2 separate regions of the Zea mays genome follow, and region 2 is linked to region 1. The links are chromatin contacts, called in public Hi-C maps. All regions are on one chromosome and are shown on one strand. Each heading gives the region's core, a stretch centred on a gene start, on an enhancer-like site or on the middle of the called end of the contact. The rest is flanking DNA. Distances are from core to core; before and after follow the strand shown. Region 1 holds the start of LOC103634826 (nuclear pore complex protein NUP93A). Region 2 holds the start of LOC109943420.

Region 1 (7,231 bases), core at 1,966-4,465:
ATATGAACTTAAGCTATTAATCAAAATTGAATTCTTTGATCGTGAACTTTAAATGGTTCAAATTTCTAATTGATGACTGATAATATGTTTAACCTTAACATAGATGTAAAGAACGTACATTAAAAGGTAGACTGCGCCCTCTAGAATCATTGAGGTCCCTCACAACCCCAGCATAAACTGAAGATTTTTTTTCAATAATAGTCTTGTTCGGTATAGGCATGACTTCAGCAGAAGGCAGGCCTGATGGAGCATGAAGACTGGAAGTTGATGGTGGCATTGAAGCAGGGCGACCCAACCCACTGGTCGAGAGATTAGTGTTTCTCTTGGGTAATGTAGAAAGCCGGCTTAGACTCTGCAAGAAGTCTCTCTTCTCTTTCTGCCAGTCATCCTACGGGAGAGATAAAATACAGTTATCAAACTGCAGAGTGAAATCACTGAAAAAATGCACCAAGACACAGGCTAAAGTGTTAATGTTCATTGTGCCAACAAAAAGAAGTGTAAAAAGTATTAACTCCCTGAATGGCAAAAGCAAAAGTTTATTTACATTATACCAGATTAACCAAGGCTGTTGTAAAAAATGTAAAAGCTGTCCAAACACAAATATAAATTCAGATGATAAAGAAACTTGAATAGCTAATCAAACATACACCAAGTTGATTCTGCAACTATTTGCCTGCTCAAATATTAGTTAACGGAATATATGGAAGAAGCAAACCAACCTCAAGAACTTGCATCATATAGTTGTTAAAACTCTTCAAATTGTCCTTCTGAGCTTCTTGGATGGATGAAACAATGGCCATTTCATGAAGCTGAAAACATACACTTTGTTTATACTCCATGAAAGCCCGGCAAGTATCTAATCAGAGCAATAGTTAAGTGTTCACCTGCTGCAAGTACTCCTCAACAGTAGTTGCTTCAGATGGAAAAACATCCTCAAAGGTAGTCTGCAAAACATCAAAATTTTGGCCAGATAAGATTCACATACATTAGTTGTGTGTCATTCCCTTCTCTAATGGATAACCACAAGCCCGGCGCGCTGACAAGATCTGTCAAGTCTGTGGCAAAGTAGGGCATGTTGCCCTAAATCGCTGGTACCGCTTCAATGAAAGCTACTCCTCCAACACCAAGACTACTGCTGCGTCCACTCATGGCTATGGTGTCGGCATCAACTGGTACCTCGACACGGCTACGACTGATCACATCATGTCTGATCTAAACAAGCTGACGGTCTAGAACAAGTACAAGGGCATAGATCAGATCATCACATCCAGCGGGGCAGGTATGAACATTAACAACATTGGTCATGTTTTTTTAACACCCCTGTGAAAACCTTGCATCTCAATAATGTTTTGCATGTTCCTCATGCTACAAAGAATCTAATTTATGTCCATCATTTTTTAAAGACAACTATGTCACACTTGAATATTTTTCTTATCATTTTCTGATTAAGGATCTGAGCACGAGGAAGGTTCTACTTTGCGTTAGATATGAAGATGGTCTCTATCCCTTACCAAGCCTCCAATGAGGGGATCTTGGCGCCATCAAGATGTCCCCTCGCCGGTGCATAGTTGCTTTGGTCATTTATCCTTTTAGATTGTTCAAAAATTAGTCAGTCAAAATAAAATTTCTTGTTCTAGTGAGTTAAAGAGTTGGTCTATAATACCTATCGACAGGCAAAGAGTCATCAGCTCTCATATTCTATATCAACAGTGTTTCATTTAAACCTCATGAACTTGTGTTCTCTGATGTATAGTGACCTGCTCCTGATTCAGCTGATCGAAAAAATTATGTCAATTTTATAGATGATTTTAGCAAGTTTACCTAGGTCTGCATGCTCAAATTCAAGTCTGAAGTCTTCAAAAAATTTGTTGTGTTTCAGAATATGGTTGAGCATCACTTCAACACCAAAATAATTGTTGTCCAATCCAAACTAATTAGGGAGGCGAGTATCAACATCTGAACTCGTTTTTCACCAAAATGGGCATAACACATCTAGTGTCATGTAGTTAAGGTCCTACTGAGATAAAACATTGTCATATAGTTAAGGTTGGCCTATCTTTGCTTGTGTATGCATCTATGCCTCTAAAGTTCTAGAATGAAGCTTTTGTTGCCACTGCATATCTTATAAACCGCAAACCTACTAAGCTGCTTGATTATTCAACTCCTTTAGAAAACTTGTGTCAACAAACCCCCGAATATTATTCTCTTAAGACCTTGGGTGTGCATGCCAGCCAAATTTACGTCCTTATAATACTCGCAAGTCGCAAACTGTCTTTTCGGTCCATTTCTTGTGTTTTCTTATGTTATAGCACCATGTATAAAGAGTACTAGTGTTTAAGGGGGATCCTAGGAACTAGGAAGCAGCTTCCAGTACAACTAGATAGTCATGTAAATCATGGCAATGCTTCTGTAAAATCCATATCCTATTATTTTTTCAAATAAACCTAAATAGTAATACTCTATTAAACCAAATCAATTGCTCGACCTTTTAACACCTCTTTACCTCAAAAAATATTTTTAACACTACTGAAACTAGTCATATCACTAAACGAAATGTGGTGCCAAATGCACTATTTCCGGCTCATCCGTTACCTTGAGTTCGAATGACTTGAGGTCCCTGGCGAGCTGCTCAGCATTGATCCCCTCGCGTGCTAACAATCTGCAGAAGTGCAGCCCAAACCCTAAGTCCTCACAGACTTATAGAAGCGGCACTTGTAATTCAGGCAAAATAGAGAAGGCAATGCACAGAAAGGATCCCAGGCTAATCAAGTGGGTTCCGGATATTTATCTACCTGGTGGCGGAGAGCGACTGTGACGGAGCCTCAGAGCGGATGGTCTTGGCCTTGAGCTTGGTGGAGAGCGCCTCGAGCTGGTCCAGATTCCTCTGGAGCAGCAGAAACGAACCCGTTAGAGGCAGCAGGAATAAGTGTAGCCGGCGTTGGCGGCGAGGAAGGGAGAGAAGCCGCGCGGAAGGAAACGAGAACGGCGTCGGGCGCGCACCTGAAGGGGAGGGAAGTGCGGGGTTGGCGCCGCCTGCTCGAGGAGCTTCGTGGAGGAGTGGAGAAGCCCCGTCCAACCGCCCATCTCCGCGTCGTCCCCACCTCCACCGCCGCTGCCACCGACGCCGGCCATCACCGCCGGACTAGGAGGGTTTACGCTCGTGGTTTCGGGGGCGCAGGCTTCCGGCGCGGCGCTCGAGCTGTGGGGTTTTTGCCTTTTCGGAGAAGCGGTGGAGCGTTCTGCTGAAATGGTTGCTGGGCTGGGGCTTGAATCACGCGCATCGCCTGTAGCCATCCTGGGCTGTGGAGTTGAACTTTTGGGCTTGAGTCTAATAGCCGTACAACGTGCCTAGCGAAGGCCCATTTTAGCCCGGGTTTAGATTCGAGGATTTGGAGCAAATTGTCGTTACCTTTGTTCCTGACTCTTGAACAGTGCTTCCTCTGTCCACTGTTTATCTCAAACTTTGTGGAGACGATCAGCCTTAAATTTATAAAAACCATAAACATTTGTATCTCTAAACAAAATTTACTATACAAAACATACGACGTGATTAATGTAATAATATTTATTTAATATTGTAAATATAAATATTTTTATATACTTAGTTAAAATCAAGATTAATTGACTTGTTGAAATACAACATGAGCATTTATTGTGAGTCTTGATCTCTTGACATACAAGATGAGCATTTATTTTGAGACCTACGGAATGCAATCTAAAATACCTTCTAACACTATTTTTCTAGGATCTAGTTTCTATAATCGTCTCAAACAGTACTACTGTCTAAAACAGGGTATTTTAATTTTGCGACGTTTATCTTGCATCTAACAACATTAGCAATTTTATAAAGAGTCCCGTCCACCTCTCTCTTATGGCGTGATGGGATTTTCATAAAAGTAGCAGTGTTATTAGATTCAAGATGATCATTTCATATTTAAAATATGCACGTAAGCATTATTACCCCTTTGATCACAAGATATGTTCTCTTTTTCCCCTCTAATTTCAGAATATTTGGCTGCCTTTGATAGACCATATAAAATAGAGGACGCGGTATAGATGACACTGTTTAACACTGTTCGTAAAGTAAAGTTTGAAATAGAGAATAAGATAGGAAAGCTGTTGGAGATAGTATTACCCCTCTATATTCTTCCGTGTACAATTCAATTGATCGAAAACAGACCTTCTGTAGTCATGAGGAGGTTTGAGTCACCAAAGCTCCACACAGATTCAATCTCTCTATCAACAATACAAATTCAGAAATTTTAGGAATATTACTCCAGCTTACAATGTGATACATGTCATGGTTCATGAATCCACCAACTTTTCACCAAAACATCCGATTGAAAATTTGCGTTGAATTGATAACTGATTATGCAGGCAACAGACTGTTACAATGGAAAGGGGTGTAGTGAAACGCTAGAGATCTAAGCTTCCATTCAAATAAATCTAACATCAAACGCAGCTGCTTAAAGAGCAGGAAAGAAAACCTAATATACAGAACTAACTACTTCAACTCCCTCCCCAGCCTATACATGATGTCTAGAAAAAAAATCACTCACATGACAACAGGTAACCAACAAAATACATTATCATTGCATTTTTCGTTTGCAAAACAGCTGCATGGAGCATTTCCCCCATGTTGAAGTCTCCTTTTTTTTACCTGTAAATATTGATCCTTAGGATCTTACCGAGCACGGGCAGTGGCCGGTTGTTTCGATGAGCGCCCAAACTTGTGCTTCCGCTTTTGGTTCACCACTGCAGCAGGATCAACCAATGGTCCGGACCAAGTAGGCACAGCGCCTTTCTCGTGCGTGAACACAGTGCTGAAGGAAGACGGGTCTGGAGGCTCATATAGTGGGTCCATATGATTTGAAGTGTCCAAAGGGACACCAACCGCACCATCTTGATGTGGGGGAGGGAACTTTTCGCTCTTGCTCTTAGCTGCATGAGTGACGAACCTTCGTTTCTGTGGTAAGACAAAAAAAAAAGGATAAGCACAAGTCAGTGATACTGCAAAGTTTGTTTTATGATAGTATGGGCTTCCTTTTGGACCATGGCCGATAAGAAACAGAGGACCTATCCTGAAGTCTACTTGGATGTAGGATGTAATTTACAAAATGTAGAGTTTATGTGAAAGACTGAAAGATCTGAGACAAAGCAAGTGGTTGCACCACGTCAGAACATTGAACAGCTCTATCCTAAGCTTATCTATTAGCCTCTAAAAAACAAAGAATGTTGAACAGCTCTATCCTAAGCTTATCTTATTAGCCTCTACAAAACAGCTTACAGTAACAAATTGTGCACCGGAAGTAAAAATTTCATTCAACGTACATCGATATTTACTTGAAGTTCAGCATTTGCCTCTGGAGCTGGAACTGCCTTAGGTCGATCACGTGCTCTCGTCTTCTTGGCTCCATCACCGTTAGCTCTACCACCAGTAGCCCTTAAACTGTTGAACATGGTAGACAAGTCAGGTAGCATCATGATAGTGTGCAGTGGCGGACACAGGAGCCGACGACCCTGGGCACCTGCTCGGCTGTGATGCCACTGGATCCTTATGTAGTTATGTTTGTATGGCATGATTTGCATCAGGTGCTAAAGTACATGATTTAATTGGCTCAATGTGTTTTGCCCAAGCTATGATCAAACGCTGGGCCCACTACTGATAGTGCATAAGAAGCAATCAATTGAACTGGCATGAGACCACTAGGATATCTGACTAGTTGCAGATATGAGGACATGCAATCAGTGAAAAAAATCAATCAGAAAAATGAGACAGTACTTGTCCTTTGACTCAACTATGAGGTCTACAAAGCATACTCAACAAATTACAGAAATCCTGGAGATTTTAGCACACGAAGTTTGACCAGTGGCTAACTAAAATGGTTTTTTGAGAGAAGAAATGTTTTTTGCTTTTGTATAGTATAATGGAAGCGTAAAACCAGCACGTCATGAGGCTCTTTCGTCATTCTCTCATTTTCCCCCTTTTTTCAACTTACAAAGGGCATAGGTATTAACATTAAAATACCACAAAAGTTCTGGGTCAATTTAAGTAGCTCACTATTTAGCACTCGTGTTTAACAGGAGCTCAAAGGAGGACAAAATGCCATTTTACATTTACTAAATCATGACAGTGCTGTTGTCCAACTTCTGTATCAATGTTAATGACTCGTGGTGAGTAGTGAGTACCTGGAACTCTTCCAGATGTACATCCAAAGACCCAATATCTAATAGGTTAATAACATGTTTGTTCTTTCCAGATACTAGCCAAAGCTAGTGTTCACAAAACCTTCTAATGATGTGCACTCACGTCTTTTTCTTGCTGCCAGTAAGCACTCACTCACTAAGCATGGAACCCTACATTATCATACTAAGGAATTATTTGACAGAAATATCTTATACCAACAATTTAAAATATCAATACTGTAAAATTTGCATATTTTCCATGTTACTGAGGCAAATCTAGATGGAACGATTGTGGTTTCAGGCCACAAAAAAACAGAAGATAGAATAGGAAATGTTCATAAAATCTAATTGACCTCGCTCATTTGTGTTTTTTTTTCTTTTGTGTGTGTAAGGATAGCAGTGTTACCCCACTAAACACAATTATAGGCAACAGTGGCTACGCTCATAGCATGCATTTATAGATCAACAAGTTTGTTACTGCAAACTCAAAGTAGATAAGTTTATGACACTGGATCATCCTAAGTAATGAAATAAGTGGCAAGGTGACAAACCGTCTGGCTTCTTCGTCTCTTCTTTTCACATCTATTTCTTTGCTTGGAGGATATTTTGGAAGACTCGATGGTTCACATGCAAAAGGTTCAGTTGTAAAGAACTGCATCCATAGAAAGTAAACAGAAGGCATGAATACACAATACCAAAAAAAATATGCTACAAAAACCAAATGTGTGACAAAGATGGGAATCTGGGTGCTATAATGCTATCATATTAGGCGCTAGAAACCCCTAAATTCTCTGCTAGCCTAGATTCATGCAGTATTATGTTTTTTTCTGGAATTAACTGTATGATTCTTTAGTCCCAATGGAATCATGGGAAATTGAGAACCATGGTCTAAATTTCCTCATATTGCATAAAACCAAATTGAGTTGTTCTTTGGATATGCAATACAAAGTCAGCATGTTTACAGTGGCTAGGATGCATGTAAGTTCAGGTATTGAGCTTAAATTTTGAACAGTGGATATATCATTATGTGCCATCAAAAGAAATA
Region 2 (7,231 bases), core at 3,183-5,682, 530 kb after region 1:
TTCCTGGTTGATTATTACAGCTGATGCCCAGCCGCCTTTATAGCCATAGGCGGTCTCAGGATAGACATATCTACTGCTACTATTTAGCCACATAAAAAGGAACTAACCTATTATTTAGGAACTGCTACTATTTAGCCACATAAAAAGGAACTAACCTATTATTTAGGAACTGATAAAACAGAAACTATTCCTGACTTATCTCCTCTTTCCTATTTCTGCGCCTTGTGAATTGGCGGCCCACAAAAGCATCTATAACATTTCCCTCCTCTCCGACAAACAACCCGTCCTCGAGTTGTATTTCTGGATATCTTCTCTTGAACTCATTACATTGTTCCCATGTAGCATCAGCCGGCTCACGTCCAAGCCACTGGACCAGTAACTCCCAAACACCTCTATTTAAACGAGCCTTCACTACTTGTGCTGGAACCGGAAGTACCTTGCCATGCAGAATCGTTGGTAAGGGTACTAGTGCGGATGGGGGCTCCCCTTGGAATTTCTTGAGAAGTGCCACATGAAAAACATCATGGATTCTTGCATTGGTTGGCAGCTGTAGCTTATAGGCGACCTCTCCAATGCGTTGCAGAATTTGATATGGCCCATAGAACCTAGGTCCTAATTTGGATGTTGCTGCTGGAGTGACACCCACTGCCGACCTTTGGTGCAGACGCAGCCAAACCCAATCGCCGACAGCATACTGCACATCTCGACGGCCACTGTCCTGCGCCTGCTTCATTGTTACCTGAGCTTGGATTAGCCTTTGTTTGATGTCTGCCAAGAAAACATCTCGATCCTGAAGTTGCTGATCGACGGCAGCTACTCTGGCTGTCCCAGGTGTATAAGAAAGCATTGTTGGAGGGTCCCGGCCATATACAATCCTGAATGGAGTGCACTTGACCACAGTCTGGTATGACGTATTGTAACAAAATTCAGCCCATGGAAGCCATTGTAACCAAGTTTTTGGCCGATCACCTGCCAAGCAGCGTAAGTACATCACAATAATTCTGTTAACCACTTCCGACTGTCCATCGGTCTGGGGGTGAAACGCGGAACTAAGTAACAACTTGACCCCAGCAAGGTGAAAAAGCTCGGACCAGAAACTAAATAATTCTGATACCAAATTGTTACCGACTCCTCGCTGGTGAGTCCGTAACCTTGGTTTCCTGGTGTCCTTCAATGGGGAGTGGAGAGGGAGATTGGAGTGGCGTAAGGTGTATGGAAGAAGAGGGCGCTGATCACCCAGATCTCCTGCGCCGGCGTCGTGCCTGGCCAGGATGATCCCAGGTGATCTCGCCCTAACAAAAGGGAGATCTTATTCCTGGTTGATTATTACAGCTGATGCCCAGCCGCCTTTATAGCCATAGGCGGTCTCAGGATAGACATATCTACTGCTACTATTTAGCCACATAAAAAGGAACTAACCTATTATTTAGGAACTGCTACTATTTAGCCACATAAAAAGGAACTAACCTATTATTTAGGAACTGATAAAACAGAAACTATTCCTGACTTATCTCCTCTTTCCTATTTCTGCGCCTTGTGAATTGGCGGCCCACAAAAGCATCTATAACACAGGCATGTCAGGTGAGACAATTGTATTTTTTGAACTACAAACATAGCACTTCGCAGTAATGGCATCCAAATATTTGTTCCGTAGAAACAGGACTACAAACATCTACTATGGATTAACCTGCCATTTCCATATTTGCTTTGTTTTTCTAATTCATCTCCCCATGTATTTATGGTCTAGGAGACACTTTTCCCCCTCACGCAACAAACAAGCAGAGAAGTACTAGTTGGGCAAGCATGTTTGGCTTCGACGGCAGCGGCTCTCATGAGCGGCGGTTAGGGAGATCCAGCAGCCGGGCACCAAGACGCGCATCTCAACTTCCTGGCAGGGTCGGTTGGTTGCCCCGCCCCACAAGCTCGCACCTGGTCAACGTCCGCGCCGCGGCAGCCGAGGCTGTTAGGAATAAACTCGGCTCTTCGTGTTTGAGAGTGTCCCAGATTCCAACAGAGGCCATGGACCGAGTGGGCTGCAAACCGGCGCTGCTGCTGCTGCTGCAGGCTGGGTGGTGCCACGACCATGAGTTCCTGCTATTGAGCTGAGGCCCGCCATCCATCTTCAGGAAGCAATGCCATAAAGGACGATCTCCAGTATGGAGAAGCGGCCCAGCCCCGGCATCTTCCGCTTGAATTTCTTGTACATTGAATTGGGCTATAGAACAATGTATGCATCACGTAGTTCTCTTGGCCAAAACCTGAAGATGTATGCATCACGTAGTTCTCTTGGCCGGAACAATGGGATGACGTGCACAGGAGACGAACGAGAACAGGTGTATTAGACGTAAACACGATAGCATGTAGATGGGAAAATCTGTCTCATCAGGCAGAAAATACATAGAGATGATTTATAAAAGAAAGAATATACGCCAAATGGTAGTATAATCAATTAGAAGGTGTTTGTAGTTCCGTTTCTGCGAAACAATTGTTTGGGATGGCATTATTGCGAAGCGCCATGTTTGTACACACCCTACCAGCTACCAACACACATTTTGAAAAGCCTAAAACCCACCATGGATCCCATCCAACCAAAATTAGTAAAATAGTAATGATGTGGTGGCTTTGAAAAATGAAAACCTGATTTATAGTAATGATGCTGCGGACTGTATCTATTTTAAGAGTATATATTATTTTAGAGAGCCAATTTAGAGATCCAAATTTAACTATGCTCTTGGAGTTTCTCTAAGGGAGGCACAATCTAATCCTAAGAGATCAAGCAAGCGCAAGGGGCCTAGAAATCTAATCTTTTAGTGATTCTTTGGCATGGCTCCGGCTCCCTCTGGCAGTAGCTTATGCAGAGGAACCATATCAAACACTTTAAGAGGAGGATCCCATTTTGAGTGAATGGTAGAGGAGTCGAAGCTATTTTTGGGATTGAAGGAGGAGCTGCCATTTGTGGCTCCTTTTCAAGTGCTTTGACTCCTCATGCCAAACAAGTCCTTAATTGATGTTCAAAAAACAAATCCTTAATAAGACGATTAAAGTGTATAATACCAGTAATAAGAGTTAACTTGCAGGAAACGGCGACAAGCTTATTCTTGATTGCTTGTGCTAAGCTGTTATAATTACATAGGGGAAGGATATGAGTATGAAACAGATGTTGTGGAGTAAGGGAACGGGGATGGGCAAAACATCCTCCCATCGACGATGTACAGGAGAAAGGCTATCCACGCTACCAGGGGCGTCAGAAAGTTATGGAGATTGTTCGTTGATCAAGTCGGTGAAGGTTTGAAAATTCGTTAGATCCATACTCAAATAGGGAGTGGAAAGCTACAATATGAAGAAGGATGAACGAAATAGAGGGTAGGGGTATGAATGAACTCAAACACACTACCTCTAATTATAAGCCGAATTCTAGCGATTTTTAGATTTTTTATTTTTTGGACTTCAAACGGTCAAAAGTGAACCAACCAGAACACGATATATGGCTAAAGGCGATCGTTATTGACCAGTTTGAGTCGGTAGCGATCAGAGCCTCCAACGCAGAGGTCGGTATCGACCGGTCCGGCTTCAACGCGGTCAGTACCAATTAAATCGACCGGTCGGCAGGTCTACTGACTGGCTAACCGAACCGATTAGCGTTGGAGTCGGACCAGTCAGTAACGACCACCAGTTGCAAGCGTGCAAGCGAGCCTCCTGGTCCGTTAGATCATGATGCAAGCGAGTCTCCTGGTCCGTTAGATCATGATCCAATCATATGTCGTATTTAACACTTTAACCCTTCCACCATCAACTCGCATAGATTTATACAAAAAAAACTCTCTAACAAATCATAGTTATATCTATGATTGGGCCATATGATCCAACGGACCAGGAGGCTTGCACGTAAAGCCTGATTGCATAATAGCCGTCGCCGTAGCTACCAGGGTTAGAAGCAGTCTAAGTGAGTACGACCACCGAGCCTATCGCCCTAACTTCGTAAGCAGTAAGCATCATCAGGAATCAAGATGGTAATAGAACTATTTGTACAACGAGGATGACCGAAGAGCACAAACCTGCTTAAGTGAGATGGGGAACGTGAGCTTCCCTGACACCTCCGGGACGCGCACGGCCTCCTTCATGATGCCCCTCCAGGTCCGGCAGACGCCGGCGCCTGACACCACGTTCTTGCGCGCTGGCCACCAGCTCTCCGATGCCTCGATCCTCACCAGCACCTCCCGCAGGAGCTCGGGGGGCAGCTGCGACCAGCAGCTCTGATCCATCGCCTCCGACGGTCCCGCGGCCGCCGCCCGCGCCGCGTTCCCGGCGGAGCGGTGAGACCGGGACCGCAGGCTATGCCGCGAGATGCTCCCGAACTCGTCCTTCATGTCCTGAATCAGGCTCCTGAAAGACATCTCTCTCCTGCACTGTCCTCCTCGCCAAATCAGCTCAAGCCTCCAGGCTCCAGGGATGTGTCTGTGTACGCACCGAGAATCACCCACCAGCCGAGCTGACGCCACCAAATCTCACATCTATGAGCAGCAACAATAGCAAATCTAGTCACATACATGTCGTCAACATTCCGAATAAATCTCCAGAAAGTAAAGCAGGGGCGAACCATGCAGGTATATAAGATTCACCACACAGAGTAGATGAACCAACCTTAGTTATGGTCGCCCATGCAGAAATCCTTCTGTCTGCAACAAGGCACAGATTTGAGCTGGAGCTAGGCCCAATTCCTCGCCTTGGCGCCTGGACCAAGCAAGAATCACCGGGTACCAGACTCTAGCTCGATAAAATACTGCCTGGAGCAAGAGGCGCCCAAATTCAACTCGCCCATGCAGAAATCCTTCTGTCTGCAACAAGGCACAGATTTGAGCTGGAGCTAGGCCCAATTCCTCGCCTTGGCGCCTGGACCAAGCAAGAATCACCGGGTACCAGACTCTAGCTCGATAAAATACTGCCTGGAGCAAGAGGCGCCCAAATTCAACTCGCCCAAGAAAGCGCTCGCAGCAGGAAAATAAAACACAGACCAGCCTTCCCTCCAATCGGCCTAAAATAGGCACCGGCCGAAATGAAATGACCTGCGAATAACCGGTGAAGAGATTCTTGGTTTGTGGAGAAGAGAAGAAGCAAGAATTGCAACAAAAGGAACAGAAAGGAGTCACCTTTGAGCAAGATTGGAATGGGAAGCACTAGGTGCCTGGAATTTTTTTTAGGTGGCGGTAGCGTAGGAACAGGTGGGGAAATGGCGAGCTGTCATGGATGGAGAAATGGAATTGGGGAACTGGTGGGATGGGATGAGAGGGTTCCCCTCTTTTCCGCTGGCTGCTTTTGTCTGGGTCTCGCGTCTCGGCAGCTGAAAATGATGGGTGCCTGGGTGGGCATCCATGTACTACCTACCGACCCCATCCATTCTAGCTCCCCACCAGCCATTGGCAATTTTGCCATTATCATTTGTGGGCTTCGCCAGTATGCCATCGGACCCACAAATCATAGACACAGACGGTCACACCAGTCATAGACACGGGATGGCATAATAACAGTTAGCCAAAATTGAGAGTGGCAAAATAGCAAATTTCTCCGTTTCTTCACATGATCACATCCAATAAATTAATTGCCCATTAGCATACTAATAAATGTGTGCGCATGGTTGCAGCTGATTGCCCTCGCCTAAAAGTAAAGGGAAGTAGGAGTAGCAAAGGACAGACGGATGAATATAATTTGGCTGTTTGGCATGCGTGACACGCTGTCCGATGTCACCGTCACACTCACCAAATACCTTTGTCAGCAAGGCCAGGCCAGGAAATGAATCATCTCCATCACACGCTAGTTATGAAACTAATTATATAAGTCATGGCTAATTTGTGAGTTTTAGTTTGGTCCAAGTTTTGATGCCAATTAGAAAGACCAAACATACACTAAGGGAGTGTTTGAATACACTAGAGCTAATAATTAGTTAGCTAAAATATACTAATAGAATTAGTTAGCTAACTAGTAGCTAATTTACTAAAAATAGCTAATAGCTAGGGGGTTTGGATGTCTCTAGCTAATTTTAGCCACTAAATATTATATCTAGGGCATTCAAACACCCCCTAATTATGAAACTAATTACATAAGTCATCGCTAATTCGTGAGATGAATCCACTAAGCCTAACCAACCAATGATTAATTAAAAACATGTTGCTCATGGATTAGTTAGACTTAACAGATTCGCCTAGAAAATTAGACATGACCTATGCAATCAGTTTTATGATTAGGATATGTTTAGTCCTTCTAATTGGTATTCAAAACAGGTATTCAAAATTCAGATTAAACTTTAGTCAGAGAAAACCAAATACCCCACTTAAATAGAGTTTGCAGAGTGTCCGTTCTCTTCTTCCTAATATTGCGTTCAGCAGAACATGTCTATAGTCATGCAGAACATTGCTTCGCTTTATAAACTATAATATTTATAGAGTAAAGTTTAAGATAAAAAAATGCTTGCCGAGACAACCTTTCAGCGTAAGAAAAGAAACTTAGAAAGAATTTGATCTTTGTGGGACCAGTCCTTTGTGAAAGGGTGAGGAAACTGTTGCTGACATGCGTCCATTAAAAAAAACAAAGTTGTTCTTTCTAGAATGATTCCGGACAAACAGTTTATATTCATTTCTAAAACAGCAATCATCGTTACAGGAGAATAATCATTTTAGGACGGAGGACGGAAGAAGTACTCATACAAAAAGTCGGGTGTTGAGAGGTTGCTGTCAGTCGCCCTGCATCACACTTGATGAATGATGATGTACTAGGGTTGGCAGTTATATCTTTAGGGTTACTGGTCATTTAGATGAGAACCACTACGGGCTACGTTATCTTTCCCAGATATATGTTTAGGTCTAATTTCACTGTTATCGAATGCCTGAAGCTACGTTAGTTGTGCTTTAATTAGCGGGGTAAACAACTAAACAACAGGAAGTGGGTCGGAGAACGATGTGTCCTCGGCAGATCCCCTTATCACCCACTAATGTAAACTTCACTTTTCAAACAGTTTTACAAATGTTTTATTTGTAGACAACGACTAATATACAAACGGTCATTAGATGCAATCGTGTAGACAACGACTTACATACAACCGTATATGTAATCGTAATTTGTTAGGATTTTTTTTATAAATCTACACGAGGTGGTGGTGGGAGGATTTAAATGATAAATATAGCATACTGTTAGATCTAGATCTAACGGACCAGAAGACCTGTTTGTACGCTTCACGTAA

The links. Hi-C and Micro-C count contacts between places; a contact is called where the count stands out from the background.
Region 2: a contact with region 1 is called in a Hi-C map of bundle sheath, with 4 times the contacts expected there. The contact joins the promoter of LOC109943420 here to the promoter of LOC103634826 in region 1. A contact is called at or near these places in 5 of 25 Hi-C or Micro-C datasets (bundle sheath, ear, endosperm and 2 more).

The regions. Positions count from the first base shown.
Region 1 is chr1:59,718,677-59,725,907 of Zm-B73-REFERENCE-NAM-5.0, forward strand. It overlaps LOC103634826 (nuclear pore complex protein NUP93A), which reads right to left and starts at 3,216. Exons shown (of 15, transcript NM_001360139.1): 1 at 3,001-3,216; 2 at 2,793-2,884; 3 at 2,593-2,659; 4 at 885-944; 5 at 720-809; 6 at 119-388. The coding sequence starts at 3,132. It overlaps LOC100281653, which reads right to left. Exons shown (of 7, transcript NM_001154572.2): 5 at 6,738-6,838; 6 at 5,332-5,449; 7 at 4,408-4,966. The coding sequence ends at 4,685.
Region 2 is chr1:60,243,277-60,250,507 of Zm-B73-REFERENCE-NAM-5.0, forward strand. LOC109943420 reads left to right here and starts at 4,433. Exons shown (of 2, transcript XM_020546377.3): 1 at 4,433-4,511; 2 at 4,642-5,120. The coding sequence starts at 4,450. The coding sequence ends at 4,768. It overlaps LOC100282475 (tubby protein), which reads right to left and starts at 5,281. Exons shown (of 8, transcript NM_001412139.1): 1 at 5,148-5,281; 2 at 4,642-5,063; 3 at 4,056-4,511. The coding sequence starts at 4,394.